Regions from separate parts of the Sus scrofa genome. Here region 2 is linked to region 1. A link is a contact called in public HiChIP or PLAC-seq data. All regions are on one chromosome and are shown on one strand. Each heading gives the region's core, a stretch centred on a gene start, on an enhancer-like site or on the middle of the called end of the contact. The rest is flanking DNA. Distances are from core to core; before and after follow the strand shown. Region 1 holds the start of SLC19A2 (solute carrier family 19 member 2). Region 2 holds the start of SELL (selectin L).

What was found. HiChIP or PLAC-seq counts read pairs in DNA pulled down with a chosen protein or histone mark.
Region 2: an H3K27ac HiChIP or PLAC-seq map of alveolar macrophages shows a contact between it and region 1. The contact joins the promoter of SELL here to the promoter of SLC19A2 in region 1. A contact is called at or near these places in 2 of 5 promoter capture datasets (fetal skeletal muscle and liver) and 1 of 2 datasets of contacts at active chromatin or transcription factors (alveolar macrophages).

Annotation. Positions count from the first base shown.
Region 1 is chr4:81,506,059-81,513,508 of Sscrofa11.1, forward strand. SLC19A2 (solute carrier family 19 member 2) reads left to right here and starts at 4,163. Exons shown (of 6, transcript NM_001142667.1): 1 at 4,163-4,442. The coding sequence starts at 4,239.
Region 2 is chr4:81,303,307-81,310,756 of Sscrofa11.1, forward strand. SELL (selectin L) reads left to right here and starts at 3,109. Exons shown (of 9, transcript NM_001112678.1): 1 at 3,109-3,214; 2 at 4,045-4,126; 3 at 5,329-5,715; 4 at 6,599-6,706. The coding sequence starts at 3,212.

The sequences.
Region 1 (7,450 bases), core at 2,913-5,412:
GGCAAAATCATCCAACACAGGCCTATTTTTAAATAAAAGTGTTGACTATCTCATGCCATTTATTAAATACTGTACTGAAAATGAACAACAGAGTGGTTGTATGGGTACAGAATGGTTCTAAGTGTTGGTTTTCATCCTCACAATCATGGCTGACTTGGAGGTGTGGCTGCAGCAGCTGCCCAGCATCACAAGGCAGCATCGTATCACACATGGATAGTCCCAGAAAAGCTCAAAATACCAAGATTTCTACTGAATGCTTATTGCTTTCACACATTGTAAAGTCAAAAAGTTGCTAATTTGAATCATTGTTGACAACATTTGTATAAAGAAAAACGTCTCTCAATGTTCTATTTACCCCTACAGAATAGGCAAAAATATTTGCACATCATACATCGGACAAGGCTCTACTATCCCAAATCATTGGTTCTGAAAATTCCCCCTATATATAGAGCATTCTAACAATTCAACAAGAAAAAGATAAATGATACAACTACAAAGTGGGCAAAAGACTTGAAGAGACATTTCTCCAAAGATGATATACAAATGGCTAACATACATTAGTCATTAGGGAAATGCAAATCAAAACCACAAATGACAGCATTCCACACCCCTAGGATAGATATTTTTAAAAAGGAAATAGACAATAACAAGTGCTGGCAAAGATGTGGAGAATTGGAATCCTCATTACATTGCTGGGGGAATGTTAAATGGATTAGGTTCTAGAGAAAAGTTTGGCAGTTCCTCAAACATTTGAACAGAATTATAAAGTGATCTGGCAATTCCACTCCTATATACCCCAAATAATTAAAACCAGGTATTCAAAAACTTACATACAAATGTTCATAGCAGCACTATTCACATAGCCAAAAACAGGGGAAAATATCCAAAAGTCCATTAATTGATCAATGGACAATCAAAATGTGTTATATACATAAAGTGGGATTTTTTTCAGCTGTAAAAAGAATGGAGTACTGATACATGCCACAATGTTGGTGAACCTTGAAAACCTTGAAAGAAGGCAGAAGCAAAAAGGCACATATTGTACAATTCCCTTGGTACAAAACATTCAGCATAGGTATCTACAGAGGCAGAAAGCATATTAGTGTTTGCTGGGGGTGGTGGGAGGGGAGAATAGACAGTGATTTCCTAACAGGTCCAAGTTTCCTTTGAGGTGATGAAATTTCTTAGAACTAGAGAGAAGTGATGGTTGCACAGCACTGTGAATGTACTAATGTCACGGAATTGTACACTTAAATACAGTTAATGAGAAATCTCGCACTGCGTGAATATTACTTTAATTTAAAAAATATATTCTATTTACCTCTGTATTAGTTTCCTATGGCTGTATAACAAACTACCCCAAACTTAGCTGCTTAAAAAATTATAACAACTTAACTCACGGTTCTGTAAATCAGAAATCCAGGTGGGCTTGGGCGCTTTCTCTTCTTAGAACTTGACAGGCGGAAATTAAGATGTTGGCTGTGATGCGCTCTAATCTGGAGGCTCTTTGGAAGAAGCCACTTCCAAGTTTGTTTAGGTTTGGAGCAGAAAGCAGTTCCCTGTGATTATAGGACTGAAATCCCCAGTTCCTTGCTGGCTGTCAGCCAAGAGTCAGCCTCAACTGCCACAGGGTGCCCACATCTTTGGCACACAGCCTCCTGGAGCAACAGTGTGACATAGCTTTCTCCTTTTTCAAACATCTTTGCCTCGTTTGTTACCAGCAGGAGATAATTCTCTGCTTTTAAAGGGCTCCTGTGATTACATTGGGCCCACCTGGATAATCTCACGTTTGCCACACAGTGTAACAAACAGTTGTATTATCTCATTAAATTCAGGGATTCCACTCCACACTCAAAAGGGAGGGGATTACACAAGGCAAGGCTCACTGGGGGTCATTCTCAGAACTATTCCATGACCTCTTAGAGAAAATAATGTTTTAAAAAGTTTTTTCCTAATTCAAGAACAATTATTGTTAATGCCCAACATTGCAAAGAGAAGTTGAGGTGCTTAAGTGATTTATACCAAGGAAAATATTTCAGAACCAATGATTCACAGATTAACATAATTTAGGTCTCCAAGATTCAGGGAAGGGATGGAAAGCTGTTTTTAATAAGTGCACTTCTCTTTCTGAGGCCTCTTTTGTTTTTCTTTCTCTCTCTCTCTCTCTCTCTCTCTCTCTCGCTCTCTCGCTTTTTGGCTTTTTGGGCTACACCCGCATCATATGGAATTTCCCAGGCTAGGGATCGAATCAGAACTGCAGCTGCCTGTCTACACCACAGCCACAGCAACACCAGATCTTTTAATCCACTGAGCAGAGCCAGGGATCAAACCCACATCCTCATAGATACTAGTTGGGTTTGTTACCACTGAGCTACAACAGAAACTCCTCCTTTTCTACTAAAGCACTGAATGCAAATCCAAAGGCAAAGAAATTGCCAAGAGGACCACTAGTGTTTTAGGGGACTAGATAATTGTATTATGCAGATTACAAGTTCTTACTTTGAGGCCTCAAGACTTCCTGTTATTTAGGGCCCATAAAGACTCTTTATTTTTGTGAGTTATACCTACTGGTAGTGCCATATTAGAAATTCATTTGGAAAGTTTCTAAACACAAAAATTTACAAACACATATTCTCTTATCCTTTAGAGGGATGTCATCACACATCAGGTAGTCTCCAGAGGGCAAAAGAAAGTAAAGTCCTAGTATTATTATGAAAGTAGTTTGACATCGTGGAATTCTGAAAAGATCCCACAAATCCCTAGGGCTTCCTGAACCACACTTTGAGGCCCACTGATAGATGCAAATACCAACAACTTCATTCCTTCAGTGATTAATCAACTCACACATTTCAGTGCATTCACTGCACAGTCTTAGAAACAAATCTCCATTCCCTTTACTGGTATGTCCTTCCATGTGGTAGAGAGAGTCATTTTTTGTGGCTGATAGCAAAAAGTATCCTCTTTGCAAAAAGGGTCATTTGCTGACTCAGAAGGGAATTTGAGATGATTCGTGATATACATAAAGCAAAACAGTTCAAAATGTTTTCTGTGAGCTTCTGGCAGTATCTGTACTCTACAAATACTGCACAGGAGAAATTGCTTTTGGTGCAGCTTGGTCTGCAGTGAAAGGACTGGGATACCGTCAAGCTGAGTCAGGCAGAAAAAGAGAGAAGTGAAAGCAAACCCTGGGTATTTTCAAGCTTTGCCCTTGAAAACTATGCCAAGACTTTTTTTTTTTAATAAAGAGGTGATACTTTGCTGTTGCTTTAATGACTCGGGATTTCCCCCTTACCCTTTAAACACAGGATATATCTACAATTATGTTTACTTTCTTTGTACCCCGCTTACAAAAAGTAATGAAATAAAGCTAATACCCTTAATTAGAACTCCATCATGGTCCTTCTGTTAAGTGACTAGCTCATTCATTCTTTTCACAGTATTTTATCGTTTTCCAGCTCGGTCTTTTGGTAAACGCCCTGAACTGCTTAGGTTCCAGGCTTCCCATGTCTTTTTACTGCAGATGAATACAATCTACAGACTGAAAGCCGCTGGAAGAAAAATAGAGCATTCTTCCGCCTCAAGGTTAAATCTTTGCCCCGCGCTGGCCGCTTGAGGAGAATGTGAGCGGACGTCCAGAGAGGGACTGCGTTTAAAAATGAGAGAGAAGACTGGAACAGCGTTTTCCTCTCCGTGGGGATAAAGCCCACATGGAGCACTCCGGAAAGGTGAGCTGCTGCACTGAGCATGACCGAGCCGACCTCCAGCGTGGGCGGGCCGATCGCCGCCTGACCGTCGCGCGCCGAAACCACAAGCAGTCGCGTTAGGAGCTGAGTCCTCCAAGTCCTCGGCGCCCGAACCAGAGGACGTCAGCCGCCAGGCGTGTTGCAGCCACCGCCACCGCCCCGGGCTCCCAGCTTGTGACCAATAGAAGAGAAGCCAATGCCCTACGTCCGCTGTGATTGGCTCCCAGCGGGGAGGCGGTGGCGGAAGGTGGGTCTTCGGGAGTGTCAGGTTTTCCGTGGCGCTGCGGGCGGCGACACGTGAAGATCCTGCTGCCAGGAAAAGCTGAGAGGTTCTGCGGTCGGAGGCGGCCATCCCAGAAGTGCTTGGCCCTGCCGGGAGGAGGAAACACTTACGATCGCAGGTGCCCGCACTGGGGCAGTGCTTCAACCTGACTCCAGTTGGTGGAAGACGAAAAGGAGCAGGAAGGGGCCGGGTCCCCGTCCCTCGCGCCCCGGATGGATGTGCCCGGCCCGGTGTCCCGGCGGGCGGCGGCGGCGGCCGCAACCGTGCTCCTGCGCACGGCTCGGGTCCCGCGCGAATGCTGGTTCTTGCCCACCGCGCTGATCTGCGCCTACGGCTTCTTCGCCAGCCTCAGGCCGTCTGAGCCCTTCCTGACCCCCTACCTGCTGGGGCCCGACAAAAACCTGACGGAGAGGGAGGTAGGCGCGGCGGGAGGACGCTGGCTCCGCTGGCAGAGGGGACGGGCGGGCCGAGGCGGGTGCGGTTGAAAGACAGGACTGAGAAAGGCGCTTGAGCCCCAGGAGCCATTCTGGGGAGAGATTCCTGAATGTTCCTCTTTGAAAAAAGGCTTCTTGCTGGGCGCTGCCGTAATTCATGCTGTTTTTCTGTCCTCCGTTGAATTTATAGGACATGTTTCAGGTGAAGGGTTCGGAACGCAGTTCGGAAACCCTAGTGCCCTTGTGCTTCAGGCGATGTGCGGATGATGCTGTAACTGTGTAACTCTGCTCAGACTGAACCAGTAGTGGGAGGGGGGCGGGGAGGAGAAGAATATTTGGAGAAAAAAGGGAAAACAGCAGGTTGTACTTCGAACATAGTGAAGGTTTAAATAAATATTTGCTGCCTGAAAGTAAGGAAACAGATGCAAGGCAACTCCTGTTTTCTGAAAGGATCTTCCCTCTACCTACTGTACCCTCTTCCTTCCCCTACCTTACTTTGTTTACCCTTGACAGATAGATGTACTCAGATAAGGACTGTATAGGACAAGAACCCATCCCTTATCTCGTCTTGATTTTTAATTGCGTGAGACTATGTCCTAGAATATGCCCTGCCTCTCACCTCTACCAACCTCCTGGGATAAAAGCAGATATTTAGGTGTTGTCACATAGTTGGAATTTAATTAGAGTTCTTCTGGCATTGTGAATTGTTGCTTCACGGATGTTAGTCTTGCTCCTTTCTGTTCTGCTGTGTTCAGAGTAATTGAGAGTACATAGTCCATGATCAAGAACTTCTTGCTGAGTGATTTTCCCTGGGAGGATATTTAAGTACTCCAGAAGTGCATGGTGTGCTTTAAAAATGTATTTAACTCTTTAAAGTGTATGGTCAATCTCAACACTTGTTTTTTGAAGAAGATATTAACTGAAGAAGGAGTTAAATTTAAGGTGCTACCACAAGGCCCAAATAAAGCAGATTCAGCATCCTTTCCCTTGAACACTACAAAGCATGAAAACTGAGGCCCGGTATTCCTTTCTGGAACAATACAAAGAGTGAAAGCTGAGTGGGGAATTGTTAGCCGTTTTTTCCTCTGTCAACTCTTCCTCCCACCCTGCCTCCCTGCTCCAGTGCCTATGAAATATTTCTCCCATTTAAACCTTACTCCTTCCCCTGTGAGTAGTAGTCACTTCTGAGTAGCAACTTGGTATCCCTGCATAACAGGTTAGTGCAGGATATAATTACTCATAGTCCAGTTTGTTGTTGCCTTGCTCCTCCATTTTTTTTTTAAGTTTTATTGAAGAATGATTGATTTACAATGTTGTGATAATTTCTTCTGTATAACAGTGATTTCAGTTGTACATATACACACATTCTTCTTCAGAGTCTTTTCCCATATAGATTATCACAGAATATTGGGTAGAATTCCTCGTGCAGGTCCCCATTGGCCAGTCAATCCATACACCACTTCTATTTTTAAGAGAACTTAACAGGGAATTGAAAATTGGCATTGAACCCTGGGTTGAGGATTTCACTTGTTTCTCATATCATCTCACCACTAGCAAGTAGCTTTTACCCAACATTAGATCTTCTATTTCGCAGTCATATGGACCATTCATTACCTGTTTGAACTATAATATTTTTTAAAAACAATAGGAAAGTGGAAGGAGCCAACTCTTATGAATAGAATGGTTCTACAGGAAAAAAATGACAGTAAATACAAAAGAGAATGATTCTGGAGACCCTTAACAACTGAATCTGAGTATAGCCACTGAAGCAGAAATGATTCTGCTTGTGGGCTGCTAACAATTAGTTTCATGTGAACTGCCATGTGATCTGCACAGCTTGTGCACATGGGGGAAAAACATGCTCCCAGTGTTGATATTTGAAAGCAGACCTACTTTGTCCAAGTGCCCTGGGTGGAATTGGTATGTGATGTGCAGTCACTTGCCCTGTCTTATCAGAAAGCTTCCTGGGGTGAGTGAAATATGTTCAGGGGTATAGGAATGAGGCAGGGGTACCCTAGCCCAGGAAATAGTTGCTGAATGTATAACAGAAACATAGCACACTTCTGTTACTGCAAGTTAGATAAGGAAGATGGCAGGTCTGAAGAGAAATCTGGTGGTCTGGAAAGGGCTGTCATTTGTCTCTGAGGACCTCAGAATCATAGCCAGCTCTGCTGGTCATATGCAGCAGGTCATGTGTTGTGCACAGTATGGCTCTGTCCACCCTCTCTTGAACCCTGGATTTTTTGAATCTCCAATAATTGAAATAAATAGGACAACTTGTTCTCCTTCCTGAGTGCTTGTTTTCATCAGTGGGGAATTATATATTTATTTAATATTACATGATTTTTAGGCAAGGCGAATGTCAAATCATAGTCAGTGATATTTGTGTTGAATTTTGTATTTTCCCCCAGGAGACTTTAGATGGGCCAAGTGTGATCATCTTAAACAGAGCTATTGTTAACCAAGTCCAAAGACAAAAGGGGCGGAGAGGTCAGAATTTCCTCTTCCACTCCCAAAGGATTTTTTTTTTCTTAGATTTCAGGAGAACCATTAACTTGTATCACTTTATAATTTATTTATTTATTTATTTTTGTCTTTTTAGGGCCCTACCCACAGCATATGGAGGTTCCCAGGCTAGGGGTGGAATTGGAGCTATAGCAGCTCTCCTACACCACAGCCACAGCAACGTGGGATCCAAGCCACATCTGTGACCTACACCACGGCTCATGGCAAAACCGGATCCTTAACCACTGAGAGAGGCCAGGGATCAAACCTGCGTCCTCATGGATGCTAGTCAGATTCTTTTCCACTGAGCCACAATGGGAACTCCATCACTTTATAAATTTTAAACAGGTTAAACTTTGACTGTGTTTCAATAGGTGAAAGCCACACCTTTAAAAAAATAGAGCTCTTTATCACCAAAAGCTTTTTTCCCTTCATCTTTTTCAGCATGTGATTTGACATTCACTAGCTTTTGTTGATATATTTAA
Region 2 (7,450 bases), core at 1,859-4,358, 200 kb before region 1:
TTTTATTTTTTCTTTCATTTTTTAACAAGAAGCTGGAAAAATAAGATTGGTAAGAGGTACTTATCATAAAGGAGAACAATCAACTCTGCTTTCCAACCCTGAGGTGTGTGGAGTGTGAAAGAATAAACATTATCACTTTGAAAGATCTGCAGGGGAAGCGATATTCTCAGGAGGCCAGGTTCCTGTTAATGCAGGAGGTAGAGGAAAGTCTGGAGAGGAACTGGAGCGTATACTGGAGTTTGTTGATTGTGCAGCAGGAATTCCAGAGGATGACAAGGAAGAATTTGGGAAGGAAAGAAAGGTCAGGTCAGGAGACAGTGACTTGGGTGAATTGTCTAGAAGATGAAAGGTGATCAGAGGGACTTATACTCTAAATCTGAAGGACTTTAGATTTTACTCTGAGTGGGATGAGAAGCCACTGGAGGGTTTTGAACAGAAGAATGTCGTGGTCTGACTTATGTTCCACTGTGCTTATTATCTTCTCCCCTGCCCAGCCGTCACCTAGCATCCATACCCACTCTGCCCTGCTCAGTGTCCTGGGGGCTGACATTTGCAGACTGCATCACCCAGTCACTGGTGGGCTGGTTTTCAATTGGTTTGACTAAGAACAGACCCCTGCAGGAGACTGGAGACTGAGAAAGAAGAGAAAGTGACGAGGGCATTTCTTAACTCCTCTTTCCTTGCTTTGGTGCTGTTTCTGGAAGATTCTGCATCCTTCCTGCTCTACAGCTCTTGATGGGTAACTTCTCCTTTAGGGTCTCTGTCCTCACTGGGTTCTGATGCACTATCTTCTCCCCTTGAATCTTCAGTCCCAGGGAATGCAGTAGCTTCCTGTATTACTAGTCTCTAGGTGTCTTATTTCCTCTTGTTTGTTCTCTTAATCTTATTGTTAACCTATTGTAAGGGGCCCCTCCAGTAAAGACTCTTCAGTGGGTGAAGAATTCACCCAGCTGGGGTCAATTTTGTTTTTGGTGGGGCTTCTGAAGGATATATATTTTAACTGAATCACTTAAGTTATTTTGGTGAAAACTGGCCATAAGAGGAAAAGAGTAGAAATATGGAGTCAAGATGGGAGGCTTTTGCAATAATAATATAGGTGAGAGATGATGGTGGCTTGGATGAGTCATAGAATAGAAGTGATTGAATGCTGAAAATATTTTGATGGTAAAGCCAAAAACATTTGCTGACATATTGGATGTGCATTGTGAGAAGAAGAAAGGAGTCCCGGTTACCTCTAAAAGCTTTGGCTTAACTAATGGGAAGAATGGGTTATAATTTACTGAGATCAGAAAGGCTTTGAGAAGAGCCCGCCAGGTTTGGAGGAGATTTGGAAATTCACTTTGGTACATGTACAGTTCGAGAGGCTTGTTAAGTAACTAAATGGAGATATTCCCATTGACTGGGAATGGGGAACATTCCCAGGGCAGGGGGATGGCCTGACTGGAAATAGAAATTTGAGAGTCATCATCATTTCGATGGTAATCAGCATTAAGAGCCTGGATTGGATCATTAAGTCTGTGAGAGTAAATAAGGGGAGAAAAGCAGTGAGCACTGAAACACTCCAAAGTCCTGGTGGTTGGAGAGAGGAGGAATCGACAAGTGAAAGAGAAAAGAACTAGTCAGTGAAGCAGGAGGAAATCCAGGAACTGACTGGTTAAATAAGATGAGAGCAGATAACTGGCTTTGGCTTTGGTGAAGTGGAGGGCCTTAGCAACAGTGGTCTCAGGAAATGGGTGTGGGGGGAAACTGATGGGACAAAAGAGAATTGAAGGAAAGGACTTCGAAATACACGTCTAGAAATGTTTCGGGGTTGTTGCAAGAGCATTGATACTTCCAAGTCTTCTTGGCTCTGGCTTGGTCCCCATCTCATTGTGTCTCCTAAGCTCCTTCCATAAGTACAGCTTAATCAAGAGCACAGTTTTCAGAACTGATGGGCCCTGGTTCAAAACCTCAACTGTGTCTCTTGCTAGCTCAGTGACTAGGGCAACTTTCTTAACCTCTCTGAGACTTTTTAAAATGGAGATAATAATGGTATCCACTGGTAAGCAGAAGTAGCTAAGCTTTATAAAGATTAAGGTAATAAACCTGGGGTGTTGAGCTATTGTTGTTATTATATTTTTAAAAATGCAAGTAGGATTATGTTAGTAGCTCTTCCTTTCCATTGCCTTCATAATATGGATTTTAATTTAATTTCATTTAATTTTAGTCTTTAGGGCCACACCCATGGCATATGGAGGTTCCAGACTAGGGGTTGAATCAGAGCTACAGCTTCCGGCCTATACAACAGCCACAGCAACACAGGATCTGAGCCACATCTGGGACCTATACCACAGCTCATGGCAACGCCAGATCCTTAACCCACTGAGCAAGGCCAGGGATCAAACCTGCATCCTGGGATACTAGTTGGGTTCCTTAACGACTGAGCCATGACGGGAACTCCCAGATTCTAATTTTATATGCAAACTATCTCCTTTACATTTTATACTCCAGAAATGTGAAGGTATTTGTAGGCCTTGAGACCTGCTATGGCGAAAAGCTAGAGCTAGAGCTGCTTTGCTCTCTTCAGTGCTCACCTTCAGGAGGCGCTATTAACAAGAACATCCACTAGGGGGTGAGCAAGGAAAGAGGGAGGAGAAGGAGCTGACATTAATCCAGTTTGTTGGGTTAGCTCTATTGAAGTTTAACAGACCTTATAAATTTGTTGGAAATATTGTTTTGATTGTGTGGTGCTTGCAGTTATCAGGGGTTCTCTACCATGGATGGCCAGGAGTTAGCTTAATATTGATAAAAAGATAGGAGAGAGGGAGAGACAAAGACAGAGGGAGACGGAGGAAGAAGGAGAAGGAGGAAGAGGTAGAAGATGAGAGGAGGAGGAGGAGGATGAAAGGAAGATATGAAGGAAAGGAGGGAGGGGGAAAGAGAGAAGAATGGAGAATGTAGCAATAATACCCTTGGTCAGTAACTGTTTTTCTCAGGGGAGGTGTTAGGAAAGGGGTGGGGAAAGAGGAGCAGAAGAGGTGGGGGAAGGGGAGGGAGCAAGGGAGGGGAAGGATGTGAGGCTTGGTTAGAGAAATAAAAGAAAGTAAGACTTTCTGGAGACAGTGAGCAGTCTCCCTGCACACTCAGCCTTGGGCAAGGACCCGGAGGCCCCTGGTGCTGAGCTGAGAGGCTGAAATTCTACGGAAGCATTAGAGAAGGGCCAACCAAAGCCATGGTAAGCTTTTCAGCCTAAAGGATTTCCAGATGCTCAAACAGAATATCTTCTTGGGATTGCAGAGGCAGGTGGCAAAGGACAAGAAGAAACACATTTTATTTGGGGGGTTTAAAAAGAGAAAACTAAAAATATTGAGTCTAAAATGTGCTCCAAAAATCTCTCTTCTTAGTTATGATGATTCGTTCTCTTTGGCTTATCTCTGGTGAGGTTCTTGAAGTACTTTTATCTTGTTGAAATGAGCACTCTTGTCACTAAAATTCTTGGGGGTTACCTGAGAAGTGATACACTTCAGAAAATATGGTTTTAAGCTGTGAAGAAAAACTTGTGGTCTTATAATTTGAGTTGCTCAAAATGTGTTTCTTGTTAGTTGAAAAAAAAGGAACTCCTTTTTTTTTTTTGAGTAACATCTGTTTGGTTACCTAATTCTTTTTGGTTTTTGGAGCATTGACCCATCACAGTCAAGTGTGAGATTTTTAGCAGTAAATCTAAACATCAATAGTTCATTAAGGGCCAATGCACACTTAGAAATATGCATACTATATACCAAATAGCTCAACAGAAAAATAGATACCAAAAAAACCCTAAAATGTAGACTACATCAGAAAAGTAACAATTAACAACTTGAGGCTAAAATATGAAAAAAACAACTCTGAATCCATTTTGAGGCAAATTTAATTCTACACACATTTGAGAAATCTCTTATTTTAGACAGGGTTAGTAAGCATATGTTATACTTTGAACTTTAAGAAAGTTGTAGGCACTGCCTCAAAGTGCCATAAAATTGTGATTTAGCGTATAAATCTGAGTATAATTTTGTATTTTATTTGCAGATATTTCCATGGAAATGTCACAGTGCTCAGAGGGGCTTATGGAATGTCTTCAAGTTGTGGGTCCTGACTATGCTTTGTTGTGGTACGTTATGATATTTGATTATTGCTAAGCTTTTAAAAATATTTATGTTCATCTTTTTGGTAAATATCCACTGGGTGTACATAGTCACAGGTAAAATTATTAGGCAGATAGCTGTTAATTTTACCCTTTCTCTGAACATCTCTTTTCCTCCTCTCACCTTTAATACTTCCCCAAAAACCTCCTAACCTCGCCCCATCCCCCACTGCAGGGTTTATTTTATGACATTCTTTACTCATCAATTGTAACTGTTTCCCAGTTCTCTGTATATTTTTAATATGTTTAATTCGATCAAGATTATGTTTTCTTTGCCTCTGTTATTCCTTTCCGAGAATCATAGGGAAATTATAAAAATTGGATCTATGTTTTCTTTGGAATTTCTCCATAATATTTGTACTACACAGTGAAAACTCAGTAAATGGTGTTGGCTGTGAAAACTTTTACCTTATGGCATAATAGTGTTTCACATAGATCATACCATGCTTAGATGGCATATCTTACTATGGTGTCATTGTATGATTATGTGTTTGTTCCGGTTTCTTCAAAGCCCTCATATTTGAAGCACCCTTAAGATTATTAAACACCATCATCAATTTCATAATACGACATCATTTGGTTTTGTAAATTGTTCTTTTTTCTTTTTTAGCTAGATCTGTAGGTCTTGGGCTGTATACTTTCTCAGGAGTAGCTCTTCCTATGGTAAAACATTGTCTTTTTCATATAAAAAAGATTACTTAAAAGTGTGCCATTATTTCTGTCCTTATTTTGCTTCTCCCTTAGCAACATGAATGTTGCTCTTTAGGAAATTATCTCAGAATAAAAGAGCAGACAGTAAATTTTAAAGTTATATGATATTATACTTAATTAATTTTAAATGTTGAAAGCAACTAAGATAAATATGAATTTCTTAAATATGTTTGTTCAATTTTACTTAAATTTTGAGAAAAAAATTATGAAAATAAATCTAGAAAGCTGCCAAATTCTCTAAAACAGAGCTCTGAGCAAAAGTTTTCTATATTATGGTGGAAAGTTATTAGGACCAAAAGGGTCTAGGTTCTACTTTAAATCTGCAAATGACTGGTCCCAGGGCCTCAAAAAGGTAATTCTCAGCTTCCTCATCTCTAAGTGGCTGGCTCATCCTGCCCGAGTTCTGGGTTCTTTTCAGCTGTAACTGAATCTACAAAGTTTACACTGATGTCTTTCAGATTTTTTTGCATATCATGGAACTGATTGCTGGACTTACCACTATTCTGAAAAACCCATGAACTGGATGAAGGCTAGGAAGTTCTGTCAAGAAAATTACACAGATTTGGTTGCCATACAAAACAAGGGGGAGATTGAATACCTGAATAAGACGCTTCCCTTCAGTCGTAGTTACTACTGGATAGGAATCCGGAAGGTGGAAGGGGTATGGACTTGGGTGGGAACCAACAAATCTCTCACCGAAGAGGCGGAAAACTGGGGCGATGGGGAGCCCAACAACAGGAAGACTAAGGAGGACTGTGTGGAGATCTACATCAAAAGGAGCAAAGACTCCGGGAAGTGGAATGATGATGCCTGCCACAAAGCCAAGAGAGCCCTCTGTTACACAGGTAGGAAGTGACCAAAAGGTTCTGCTGTCAGGAAGGGCAGAGGGAAGGGAAGGAAGGGTTCAATCCTCTAAGACAGAATCGTGTCACTTCTGAGCAGTTTTGGTCTGTGAGGCTGGGCCCTGTACTCTAAATCTCTACCCCTGATCGATTTACAACAAGATGATAAATATGTGTAGAAAGAAAAGAGGCAGAACTAGACAGTCGGAGTTCCTGAAAGCAGAGAGATGAGCTCAGCCAAGAGCTCAGATTCATGTCACCTGTTTCCTCCTTGTTTACTTGGTGGCTTGGTGCTATGGGCTTCCTTCTTGGCCTAATCTTATATAATTCTATATTTTGAAACACTGCAGTGTTTCATTATCTGTGGGGTATGAAAATTTCTGTTGAGATAATTATAGCAGTTCCAAAGCCATCTGTATTTTTCCAGGTCATATTTTAACAGTAAAACATTGTTCATTTGGTCTCTTATACCTTGGACTTGCTACTACTTTGGCAAGTTAAAACTCTCTAATCTTAATTCAGTACTTCCTCTAAAGAAAGGGATTACCAAGCATACTGCAGAAATGATTGGGGTTAGGTCATCATTTAACCTACTTACTACAGTAAAAGCAAAAAATTTCAAGTTTCAGTGTATGTTACTAAGTTTCCCCTAAATGTTATAGAGTGTTAGCATCAGTAAATTCGTTCTCAAAACAAATGTCTGTGGCTGTATGGCAAATATATTACATAAATAAAAAATTTAACTATGGTTTTTATGCAAAAATGCTGTAAATGTAGAAATAAACTTTTCCTGTTTATTGAAAGAGTCACAGTCAAAAGTTATCTATATCTGAAAGAACTAAAAATTTATTCACCTTTCAATGCTTTATTTTTGATCCTCTTAAAGCTTCTTGTCAGCCCAGGTCATGCAGTGGCCATGGACAATGTGTGGAAGTCATCAACAATTATACCTGCAACTGTGATGCAGGGTACTACGGGCCCCAGTGTCAGTTCGGTAAGCCTGTTTCACTTCTTTGTTTCTTTCCATGTAAAGTTACTGAGGCTGTTATTGTTTATGGAAGTTGGTTGGGGCAAAATGATACTAGCCATTCTGAGAAATGAGAAGTTTTGATCAGAAGGCTATGCTTGCACAATATTGTTACCTTTCCGTAAACATTTCATAAGTCAGCATGAAGTTTCAATTCACTTCTCAACAAGTCTTGGTGTGTGCCACAAAGAAGGCTGTGTTCAGATAAAAGCTGTAAGGATTATAATAATGAATCACACATGGTATATTCCTGCCGTTAAGGAACTCATATTCTGGTGAGCTTGTTGTGTTCATTAGAACCCTGAATCTGAAAGAAACGGTACCATTTATCATTAGGAGGGTGAGTTGCCCAGAAGATAACCTTGCTTTTTTATGTCATCCTCAAAGTCATTAAAGGGCAAGGCCAAAGAGAAAAGTTCACATAATAACACATAGTATGGATCAGAGAATAGAGTAATAAATCCAACACATTCACTTGTGCTGGGTATTTCAGGGGACACAAAAGGCAAATCTATTTTAGATGCTGCCCTTAAAAGATTGGTAGTTAACTAGAGGAAATTATAGGTGTCTACAATTTAGTTTGATGGAAAGTCAGATAGACTGGAGTAAGCCTGTGGAGACTGAAAACTGCCGAGTGAAGAAATCTGGCCTTTATTTGACAATGAGAGTTCACTTAAGGTTTTAACACCTGCATTTAGGGCAGTTATCCTA